Regions from separate parts of the Mus musculus genome. Here region 2 is linked to region 1. The links are chromatin contacts, called in public Micro-C maps. All regions are on one chromosome and are shown on one strand. Each heading gives the region's core, a stretch centred on a gene start, on an enhancer-like site or on the middle of the called end of the contact. The rest is flanking DNA. Distances are from core to core; before and after follow the strand shown. Region 1 has its middle 64 kb from the start of Kcnj5. Region 2 overlaps Gm31871 (a long non-coding RNA gene).

Region 1 (5,394 bases), core at 1,392-3,891:
ATTTTCTGAGGTGGGGAAGTGCACACTCCTAATGTTTGGAGCTGCAGTGAGGGAAACCAGTTGAAGTTCACGGACGTGTTGCGTTTTTAAAGAATGAGTCGGGTAATGGAAGGACGCTTAGAGAGCTGCTTTTAGCTCACAAAAATATTTTCAATTATTTCCCCAAATTGCCTGACTTCGGGATTTTAAGTCTAAAGTGTGTTTTAGGGCTTTTACTCTCTTTTAGAATATTTAAGTACAATTTTCTAACTTCCAGAGAAATGTTAACATTATTGACCCTACATCTCCACAGAATTGACAACATTTCTTTCTGCTAACATCTAAAAAAGGAACTTCGTGTTTTTTTTTTTAAATCTAACCAGTCTCTGAATCAAAAATAGAGCCAACTGGAGGTCAGGTATAGTCCCAAGTCAATGCAAACCTTATACTCCACTCCAATGCCCTCTCCTCTCTCTTGCATCTGCTTGCTTTCAGTCACTGCAGACAAAGCTTCCGCCTACTTCATAAGCTTTTTGTTGAGTGTCAAAATGTAAGCACTGGTGCTATAAGTCGCCAGAGTTCTCCTGTTGAAAAGCCTAACAAGATGGAATTTATCTTTTGCCTATATGATGAGGGTGTATGCGTGGGGGCCATGTGTCATGGTGTGCACATGGAGGTCAGAAGACAGCTTTCGGGGAGGGTCCTTGCTTATTTGAGGCAGGGCTCTTCTTGATGCCTCTTGATGGCCCATGAGGCTCAATGGCCAGTAACCTTTCAGCCCCACCCCACCCCCCATCTCACACTAGAGAACTGCAAACCTGTGTAGCAAGTACTTTTTACTACTGTGTCATCTCACCAGCTCATGTTACAAAGCCCTGATAGAGAAAGATCTAAGAGGGGTCAGAGGCTCAGCAAAGTCATTCCAGTAGTTGGGCCACTTTCCCTGTCAGGACAGGATCAATTCTAAAGATCCGAAAAACCGTGAGGCTGTCTGAAAGGCTTGCTCTACCCGGATCCAAATATAAAGCTCACTGTAGGTGTGAGGTAGTATGGGCTGATTAACCCACTTCTTTGATGGGATCACTATGTAAGGCTGTGTACAGGAACAAACTGAATGCAAATGAAGTAGACACAAGGAGGACAGAGAACCTAAACTGCGTTTTCTAACTACACAGCTGCAAAGTATCAAACCATACCCACGAGAAGTTCTACAACTCCAAGCCAGACATTAAAAAGTATAGGAAAATTACACAGTGAATGTAAGGCTTTGTTCTAAAGTAAACAAACAAATACGAAAAAAATTAGGGGAAGAAATGATCAGCCACGGAGTGGGAAAAGATTCAATATATTAAGTGAGCTAAAGATCCCTTTTTCTTTTCATACTGAGGCCGGGTAATATGACAGGCAAGACTATGGGGACATGGGAAGAGAGCGGAGCTCCTCACTCGGGAGTGTACTTAAACTTGGGGTAAGCAAATAGAGAGGTGACTTGGTATCTCAGTTGGCTTGAACTACACATTTACCCCTTTGCTTAACAATGCACCTGCAGCCTGCGATCTGCACCTGCACTGAGTCACACACACCCCTTTTCTAACCATGCACACGAAGCCTGGGACCCTCAACTGTGCTGAGTTGCTTTTATATCTCACTTCAAGTAGAGGACTGCGTTACTCCTGTGGACATCCTGTGAAAATGCCCATTTCCATTCAGAAGTGTCTCCCAACATGCCCAGGAATAGGGGGAATGGGACTAGCCCAACCTGAACTGGCTTGGGTACATGCACAGTAAGGAAAGCTGTTTCCTATAAGTGAACTTTTAAGAAGGATCCCTACTTACCATCTTATGCCCATCCATAGTTGGCATCTATAGTTGGCAATACTGTTTATGATTAAAATCAGATGGGTAGGGAAGGATATGTGCAAAGAAGAAAAACTGACAAAACCCAAGTCTATCAATCAAAGCAGAGGACCACCTGCACCTTGGCAACCAACCCCTCCTCCTCCTGAACTCAATAAAAAGAGGCCCAAACCCTAACCAGAGCTCTGGGGCCCTGTAGTTAGACAGCCTGCCTGCTGCTTCCTTACTGTCTTAATAAATAAAATGTGCTGCTTTTGCCTTTGGTGTCACCTCTTCAGTTCTTTTGAAGAAGATGCCAAGGACCTCAAAACTCCTGGTCCACAAAGTACAGCAGCAGCCAAGCCTCTTCCTGGCTGAAAACCAAGAATCTCAACCATGGGGCTGGAGAAATGGCTGTGGTTAGGAGCCCTTGTTGCTCTTGCAGAGGACAAGAGGGGGTTTAATTCCCAGCACCTATGTGGGCAGCTCGTAGCCACATGTAACTCCAGTTACAGGGGATTCAAAGCCTTTTTCTGTCTTCTACATGTATTAGCATGTACGTAGTACACGGACATACATGCAAGCAAAATATTCATGTTGCAGGATATTTGATCACATTGTATGCCCTGAGATTGTGTTATTTGCTGGAAAAACCTGTTTCTAGTTGTGGTGTGGCTCAGCCCTATCATACACCTTTAATCCAAGAGCTTGCTGTTTATTGTAAACAGGATTAAATAAAGTCAACCATGGGTCAGGAGGTAGAGCAAGCAACCAATTGACAGAGAGTGAACACAGGAAACAATCGTGTAGAGTAAGAGGAAGTCAGAAGGACGGATAGAGAGATGCACAGGAAGTAGACGGGAGGGACATTTAGTTTGAGGTTTTTGAGATAGCGTGGAAGAGGAAAGTCAGTTGAGTGCTTTGTCTGCCTCTCTGAGATAGTGGGGTTTCACTCCTGCATCTGTGAGATAGTGGGGTTTCACTCCCGCATCTTCTCCTGAGTCTTCATTGGTAAAATCAAACTATTGTGAGCCTGTTAATAACAGCAAAATCATACACATAAAAGGAAATAAGTATTTTTAAAACTAACAATTGCTGTGAAGGCTATTATCATAGAAAAATTCTTTTAAAAAATGGAGACGTGTCAAATAAGAGTTTTAAAATAGTAATGAATCATGGTTAAGGCCTAATTATCAGTGCCCTCCTTTCTTGGTGATTTTCTTACTGTTTTCGAAGAATCACACCAAAACCCAGGATGTGTCCCAGCCCCTATGTGCAAACCTGGCCTCCCAGTGTTAGTTTATCAGACTATCATCCCTGCAAAAGGTGCCTCCAGAGCCATCCTACAATGTGGGACTTTGAAAGGCAGCTTGTTTTCTGATTGAGCTAGGTTTAAACCCTGGAGAACCAGCAGATAGCTCTGCAAGGGATGGAAGACCTGTTTGCCACGCTCCCAGACACTAGGCTCCTGACAGGAGGCCCCAGCTCCATAATTCTGTGGCCATCAGTCACTAGGGCAACGTCCTCAAGTCCCTGGTATTCTGTTTGGACTCTACCCCTACAGTTACCTGGCAACAGCAAGGTAGGCTGGCCCACTATAAAAAGGGCTGCTTGCCACCTCCTCCCTCTCTTACTCTCTTATCCTTACTTTCTTACTCTTGCCTCTCTCTCTTGCCCTCTTGCTCCCCTTCTCTCCACATTCCCCCCCCCCCCACACACACACACACACGTAGCCATGGCTGGCCTCTTCTTCTCTACTCTCTCCTTCTCTCTACCTTTACTACCCTCTTAGCTCCCCTTCTGGCACTGAAATAAATGCCTTAAAACCATGGACTGCCTCTTTTTGTCGGGATCTGCAGTGCTGGAGCAATGGAACAGGTCTCCCTCTAATGGGTTGTGCCTCTAATCTCCCACGGGAGGCCTCTCTGCATTCCCAGCCACTGCCATCAGCCAAACCAAGCCAAGCCACCCTCAGGAGCCAACCAAGGGCTCTCCTCCCTGTGGGACTCAGCCAGAGCTCCCCTCTTGCCCTTTTCCCTTCAGCCCAGGCCAGAACCAGCCCACGGGCCCACACTCTGTTCTCATCTCTTCTGCAACATCAAGCGGCCTTTGCAGTGTCCAACAGCCTGAGAACCTGTCATCTTTGGCCTCTGTGCAGGCCCTGGGGACCCCGAACCAATTCCAGCAGGTCTGTGGGGACCTCAGACTGTGTTTCTCCACCCTCCCAGAGCAAGGTCCTGTGGCTTCTCACAGCCAATGCCTGCCTGGTGGCAGTAGGGGTACATGCAGTCAAACTTCCTGTGTCCCACCTTGCCCAGTGGCCCGAGCCTTGGGCTGGACGTGGGACCCCACTTTTAACCCTCACTACAATAGCATTTAACAGAAAGAGAAAAGGTTCTTAGCACTCTTTTCCGATGATCACCAAAATAGTGTGTATGCCTGCTGCTGTCTTAGCTTGGTTTCCTGTTGCTGAGATGAAATACCCTGATCAAAATAGCTTACATAAAGAAGGATTGATTTTGCTAACAATTCCAAGTAACAGTGGAAGTCAAGGTCGCAGGAACTGGAAACAGCCAGTCACATCCACCATCAAAGGCAGAGAGAAAATAAACCATGCACGCTTAACTCATACTCAGCCCATTTCCCCCTCTTACTCAGCTCAGTACCCAAGGCCTGGGGACCTGTGCCATCCACATTCAGGGTAGGTCTTCTCACCCCAAGTAACGTAATTTTAACATCTCTCACCAACATGCTTACGGACCAACTTAAACTTGCCCATTCTTCATAGGGTCTCTTGCTGGGTGATCTTGATTTATGTCACGTTGACAATTATACCTAAGCATACAACCACCAAGATACATTTAGTAGCCCCTGTATGAGAAGCATGCGCTGCAGGGGTCTCTTTCTCTCCCGGAGTGCCTTTCTAGGTTTTACAGACTAACTCTTCCACACCGGCTGCCTCTAATGCTCTTACCACCCTGTGGTCAGGGCCTTTGCACAGCAGAGGAAGAACTGCTCAGGCAGCATCTGTAACGGCATGGGAGCTGTGCATCTATCTGCCTTTGTTGCCACCCAACAAAGAATGAAAAAAAAAGAAAGAAAAGCCAAGTTTAGAACAGCCAGAGGAGAGGCTGCTGCCGATTCACAGGCCTTCTGGACACTGGCTCCGCTTCCCTTCCCCTGAATGAGAGCCACCTGGCTATTCAGTTTGGAACAAACCTTACTTGGCACTTTGCCAGTGTGTTCTCATTCACAGAACAAAAGTTTTATCTTTTTCTTTTTTTTAATATATGAGAACCAGTGAGATGGCTCGGTAGATAAGGGTATTTGCCGCCAAGCATAACAACTTGACAAGATTCTCAGAGTCCATGTGGTGGAAGGAGAGAACTGATGTCTAGAAGATGTCCTCTGACCGCTACATGTGTGCCATTACAGACCCTGAACACTTATGTGCACACACACACACACACACACACACCCACACACACACAAACACACACACACACATACACACACACAAACACACACACAACACACACATATACACACATACAAACGCACACACACACATACACTCAC
Region 2 (5,394 bases), core at 1,300-3,799, 330 kb before region 1:
TTCAGTGATAGCTCTTTCATAGGACAACTGCGAAGATCAAATAAGAAATAAACCAAAGTGATTCCCACGTACTTGACCAATATTTACATTACATCAGTTCCCTGTGGCCAATGGGAGGTCCTAGGAAGACCTCATCCTTCCCCCAAGAACAAGCAAATGAGTAAACCTCTTAAATGAGGAAATCAGTCAAGGTCATGAGGACCTGGAGAGTAAGCCTGAGATGGCATATGAGCCAATCCTGGGCTACACCCAAGAGTCCTTAGGCTATGACATCTGAACCTCAACTAAGAATGGAGTCTGTCCTAGTTTCCTCTCTGTTTCTGGAATAAAATATCATCACCAGAAGCAACTGTAGGGAGGGAAGTTTCAGATCACACTCCATCATTGGAAGGCAAGGCAGAGACTCAACAAAGCCAGCTTGCTCTTGCACACAGCAATACCTCCAACCAAGGAACTTAGGTTGCCACTGAAGACATAGAACAGGAACTATGGAGGGGAACGCTTTCTACATGGCTCACTGGCCAGCTTATGCTCTGCTAACTTTCTTATACAATTCAAAGCCACCTGCCTAAGAATGGTACCACTCACCGTGGGCTGGGCCTACTATATCCATTAACAATGAAGACAACCGCACCCCTCCCCCAGACTAATCTGACCTAGACAATTCCTCAGCAGAGTTTTCTTCCTAGGTGACTGTAGGTTTTGTCAAGTTGACAGTTAAAGCTAACCAGGACAGGGTTGTGTGTTAACAGTTGGGCCCACTACAGGGCACCTGTGGTGTGACATCAGACTCTGAGACTCAAAAGAAAAAGTCCTTGTCCTGGTGAAGGAAGAAAAAGGTCAGTAAACTGAGAGTATGCCAAAGGCTGCAGGTGTCACTCTGGGTAACAGAGGGGAGATGTACAGATAGGCAGGCTGGGCAGGGACAGGCAGAGCAACGCCCTCTGAGGAGGAAACCTTTCCAGAAAAGAAAGCTGAGCCTGCACGTTCACTCTGGTTTCCGTGACAGGAGACCAAGCACAGAGACAGGACGACTGAGAAGGATGCCGTTGTGGAAGTCCAAGTGAGACTCAGAGGTGGTTTACCCAGGAGGAAGCAACACGGGGTAAATTCAAGCGGAAACAGGCCTTGCTGGCATTATGGGGGCTGCAGGTACCGAGATGTCAAACAGACAGACTCCACACCAGACATGTGGAAGCAAGATGGTGGTGTGAGGGAGATGAGGGAAAAGGGTTGTATGGCTCAGGCCAGACTTGTGTATGGCCATATGATCCCACGGTGCCTTTTTCTCGGTCTTCTGAGAGCCTGGAATCACCAGGGAGTTTGAACCAGAGATAGAGGAGTAGCCTAACACCTTAGAAATGCTACTTAAAGTCACAAGCCAGGCAGAGAGCTCTGAGAGACGAAGGGAAAAAACAGAGGGTCAAAGATGCTGCATGGGAAGAAGACAGGAAGGCCCACATGAAGAAGGCCTAGTCTGCTGGCCGGCCTGCATTCCCACCCACTTAAGAAACTGAGGCAGAGGTTTTTAAGTTCAAGACCTGCCTTCTACAGAACAAGTTTAAAGTGAGACCAGGCAACTGAAGGAGACCCTGTCTCAAAACTGAACAAACGAGTAATAAATAATTTAAATTCTTTATATTTATTTTATGCATGTGTTTTGCCTGAATGTGTGTGTCTATCACATTGAGGCCAGAGATGGTGTCTGAAACCCTGGAAATGGAGCTAAGTTGTAAACTGCTACGTGGGTGTTGGGAACCAAGTTTTCTGCAGTAGTATTAAGGGCTCTTACCCTCAGAACCGTCTTCTAAATAATTTTCTTAAAAGAAACTAAGTTCTCGGAATGTAGCTCAGTGGTAGAATACTTGACCAGAATATGTAAAACCTTTCCAATCCCTACGGAGGTGGAGGGAGCCCTAAGTACTGGGTATTGGCTTCTTGTTACAGAAGAATCCAAAGAGAGATCCAACAGGTTGCCAAAAGCCTGGAACTCCTAAAAGGTCCTCTGCTTCTAGAAGGACCCTCCCCACCCCAAGCCTGAAATCTCTGCCTGGAGTCCCTCCTGGGAGAAAGCACCAAAGGTTGTTGGAGAACACTGTTCGAGAACACTGTTGGAGAACACTGGCTCCATGCAGCCACCACCTGTGGATTCTCAAATGCATTGAAAGGCAAAGGAAGGCCCTAACCTCCGAAAGTGGAGGAAAACCCTACAATAAAGGGACTTTACAACAGGGTGAGCTTGAAATGAATAGTGGGGCCCGGGGGGTGGTGGGGAACCAGAGGATAAGGACAACCCTTCCTGTATGCCAGTGACACATGTCTTAACTTCCTGGTCACTACACACTGTTCATCTGAACATTTGGAGAACCAAGGGCAGCCAGACCCAGACCCAGACCCCATCTGCAGCGTGTGACAGAGCTGAAGACGGAAAGAGCTTGCCCTGAAGCCTCAGCTACAGGTCTGGAAGTTGCTGCCTTGTCTTGGGCTCCAGTGTTTATGGATAGAAAGGCGGGGCCTGGGCCCCAGAGAGGAAGGCAGAGCCTCATCTGCCCGGGCTGATAAGTGATCCTACAAGACAAGCAGAAGGGTCGGGACAGAGATCTGAGAGCAGCCAGATGCTCCGCACAGCAGGCAGAGTTCCTGACTAGGATGGCCTTTAATGTCTGCCTCAGCTCCTGGGGAGAGGGCTAAAGGCAAGGATCAGTTCCCACCCCAGGCAGGGAGGAGACCGGGTCTGTGAAGAATCTACCCAACATAGGCTTCAGGCCCCATACAGTGCTCGGAACTGAAGACAGGCGCTTAGGACTGACTAGATCGGCAAAATGAGTAGTAAAACTTAGACATTGCTTCCCAAGTTTAGATACTTTAATAGAGTCAACTCTCAAAACAGGAGCCATCAGCAAAAACATTGCTAAGTCCCCTCTCTTTGATGAATGAGAAATTAAGCCTCGAAATGAAGAAGAAACTTTCCCAGGATTGCATAGCTAATAAAAAAAATCCCTCTGCTGCCATTTGTTCTTGCCCGTACCATTTCCACAGGATCCTTAGCTTGCTAACACAGGTATCCACCAAAGCCCTTGATGTCTGTGGAGAAGGGACACTGAAACGTTAGATGAAAATGCCTTGTTCATATTGCATCCAGAAAAGGGTGTGTGTGGGGGGGGGGGGGGGATAAGCCAGCAAAATGGTATGCCAGAATGCTCAGCCCAGATGTTCCAAGGTCCTCTCCACCTGAAACAAAAAAGGCAGAAAGAAGTAAATTACCTACTTCCTTCTCTCACAAGTCTGACAGAACAAAGAGAGCCCAGACAAAAGCAAGGGAGGATGGAGAGAAAGCCACTGGGCTGAGGGGGCTGCTGGGATATCAGCCTGGCCTGTGTGAAGCCTTTCTGTGAGCCTGGGGAGAGGATGGGGAGGGTCCTCCTGACCCCTGTCCTCAGGATTCTTATTAGGAAAATCACGGTGGAGGGGAAAACAAGGCTTGGTGATAGATGACAGAGAGACAGAGACAAGGAGATGGAGACGGAAAAAAGGAGAGACAGAGGAGAAAACAAAACAAGCCGGGGAGTGCTGGACATTCCTCTCGAACCCTCCAAGTCCATGAGCTCTAGTGGTTTGGACCCAGAGCCTGGAACTCTTAGGGAACAAAAAGATTGGAAGTGTGCTTCTAGGCTTCCTGACATAGTGATTGCTAGAGACCATAGGCAGGCAATGACGAGCACAGGACAAAGCTGGAACACAGAAAACAGACAGGAGGAAAGAGCACTGGCTTAGAAATAGCATCTAGCCAGGTACAAGTGGGCAATGAGATGGATCTGAGAACCTGACCTCATTCTGGTCCTAACTAGCCTGGAAGGAGGGGGCAATGTGGGCTTCCGTAGCCCTACAGCCCTATAGAGTTCCTTCAGTGGCTGGGCATTCCTTGTGCAGCAGTTCTCTACTGCCCTCCCACCCAATTCCCATGAGCTCTGAGCTCATCTATCCTGTCCTGAGTCTTCTCTCTGGCCCAGAGATGATGCTCACACAAAGACAGCACTGTCCCTGTTCTGGTGTTCACCTGATGTTTCTAATCTCTGCCAGCCTGGTGGGAGGAGGAGACAGTTGAGAGGTAGAGAGGGGCTCTCTCCTTGATACTGTAAAGGGGGAGAATTTTAGCCAGAGGTTGCATTTTGTTGAAAAAAAAAAAACAGAAGCAAATACCATGGTTACAGGGATGGCGTCTCCGAGTTGGTCCTTGGCTCAAGGTAAAGTAAGTGGCTGCTATCAATAGTGAACTCCAGCAAAGGATGCTGGAGACAAAATCCTACATGGTCCTGACTCCCATGTCCAATCCAAAATACCTCTTCTGTCTTTTGTCAGCAGCCCTACATCGCACTGCAAGCAAGACAATACAGAACTCAAGTGCTAGGGACACAACAGAGCCTGTAAAAGAGCCAGGCTCCTATCTGAACTGTCACAGAGCCTACCAGAGAGTTCCATGTGATTAGCACTGGGATAAACTCTAGAAATGAATGCATAGCATTCTCTAAGATGATACGAGAAGCACCCAGTGTGATATGGGCAGTCAGACAGAGCATCTCTCAGGAAGTGACTTTGAGGGGATTGGGAATATGGCCCAGTCAGAGCTGGTGGGAAAGGATGCTTCCTGCAAAGACGCTAGCTGAAGATAAAAGCCTGGTGTACTTGAAAGACAAAGAGACCAGGAGGGCTCCAGGGAAATGAACAAGGACAAGCCACAGAAATGCTTCTGAGGGTGGGAGAGGGTTGGGTTTGGGAGTCGAAGGCCTCTTTGCTGGTAGAATCTCTTGACCTTGGAAGCCAAGAGCAATCCAAAGCTATAGTAAATGTAGATACATGTAACACCAGGGCTGTGCCTGCCTGAGACTGGTGGATTAGGAACAGGATAAAGGGAGCCTGGAAGGCCAGTGGTGCCTTAGGAAGGGAGGTGCAGCAAGGGGTCCGCTGAGATTTGTCTGAAAGCATCCTGGTCCAAGGCAGGGCTCATGAGGCTCTGCAGGCAGGAAAAGTTGCTTCTTTAATGACCGGGACACCCATTAGCAACCTTAGTGAATACCTAAGCTTTGTCCAGGTCCTGGCTAGTCATTGGGAAACCTGTGCTAAACTATGCTTAATAGTGAAAGAGGGTAAGTACCCAGAGAAGGGAATAGGTCTCTGGAAGAAAGAAATACAGAAAGGCTCAGCCTGGAGAAGTCCTAAGGATGAGCGAGCTTGGAATCATTTCAGAGAGGGAAAGCTAAGAAGAGCAAGAGACCCAGGAAGGTCTGCAACCCAGATGGTGAGAATGAGGTCAGCCCTGGAAGAAATTCAGCCTGGGTACCCAGAACTGGGGTCAGAGGGCCTCCAGGTGATGCTGGGAGTGAGCCACTGTGGTCC

What was found. A called contact is a pair of places that touch in the nucleus more often than the background predicts.
Region 2: a contact with region 1 is called in a Micro-C map of the G1E-ER4 cell line. The contact joins two enhancer-like sites. A contact is called at or near these places in 8 of 484 Hi-C or Micro-C datasets (the Ba/F3 cell line, the CH12 cell line, the G1E-ER4 cell line and 3 more).

Annotation. Positions count from the first base shown.
Region 1 is chr9:32,277,953-32,283,346 of GRCm38.p6, reverse strand. No RefSeq gene overlaps it. Among named protein-coding and RNA genes, the nearest start is that of Kcnj5, 64 kb to the left of the region's middle. Within about 2 kb of position 2,641, at least 15 of the 459 cell types and tissues checked have an H3K27ac peak or open chromatin away from gene starts, as enhancers often do. A contact at or near this core is called in the G1E-ER4 cell line, where this site is marked.
Region 2 is chr9:32,604,591-32,609,984 of GRCm38.p6, reverse strand. It overlaps Gm31871 (a long non-coding RNA gene), which reads right to left. Exons shown (of 4, transcript XR_379224.3): 4 at 2,902-3,231. Among named protein-coding and RNA genes, the nearest start is that of Gm31871, 13 kb to the right of the region's middle. Within about 2 kb of position 2,549, at least 37 of the 459 cell types and tissues checked have an H3K27ac peak or open chromatin away from gene starts, as enhancers often do. A contact at or near this core is called in the G1E-ER4 cell line, where this site is marked.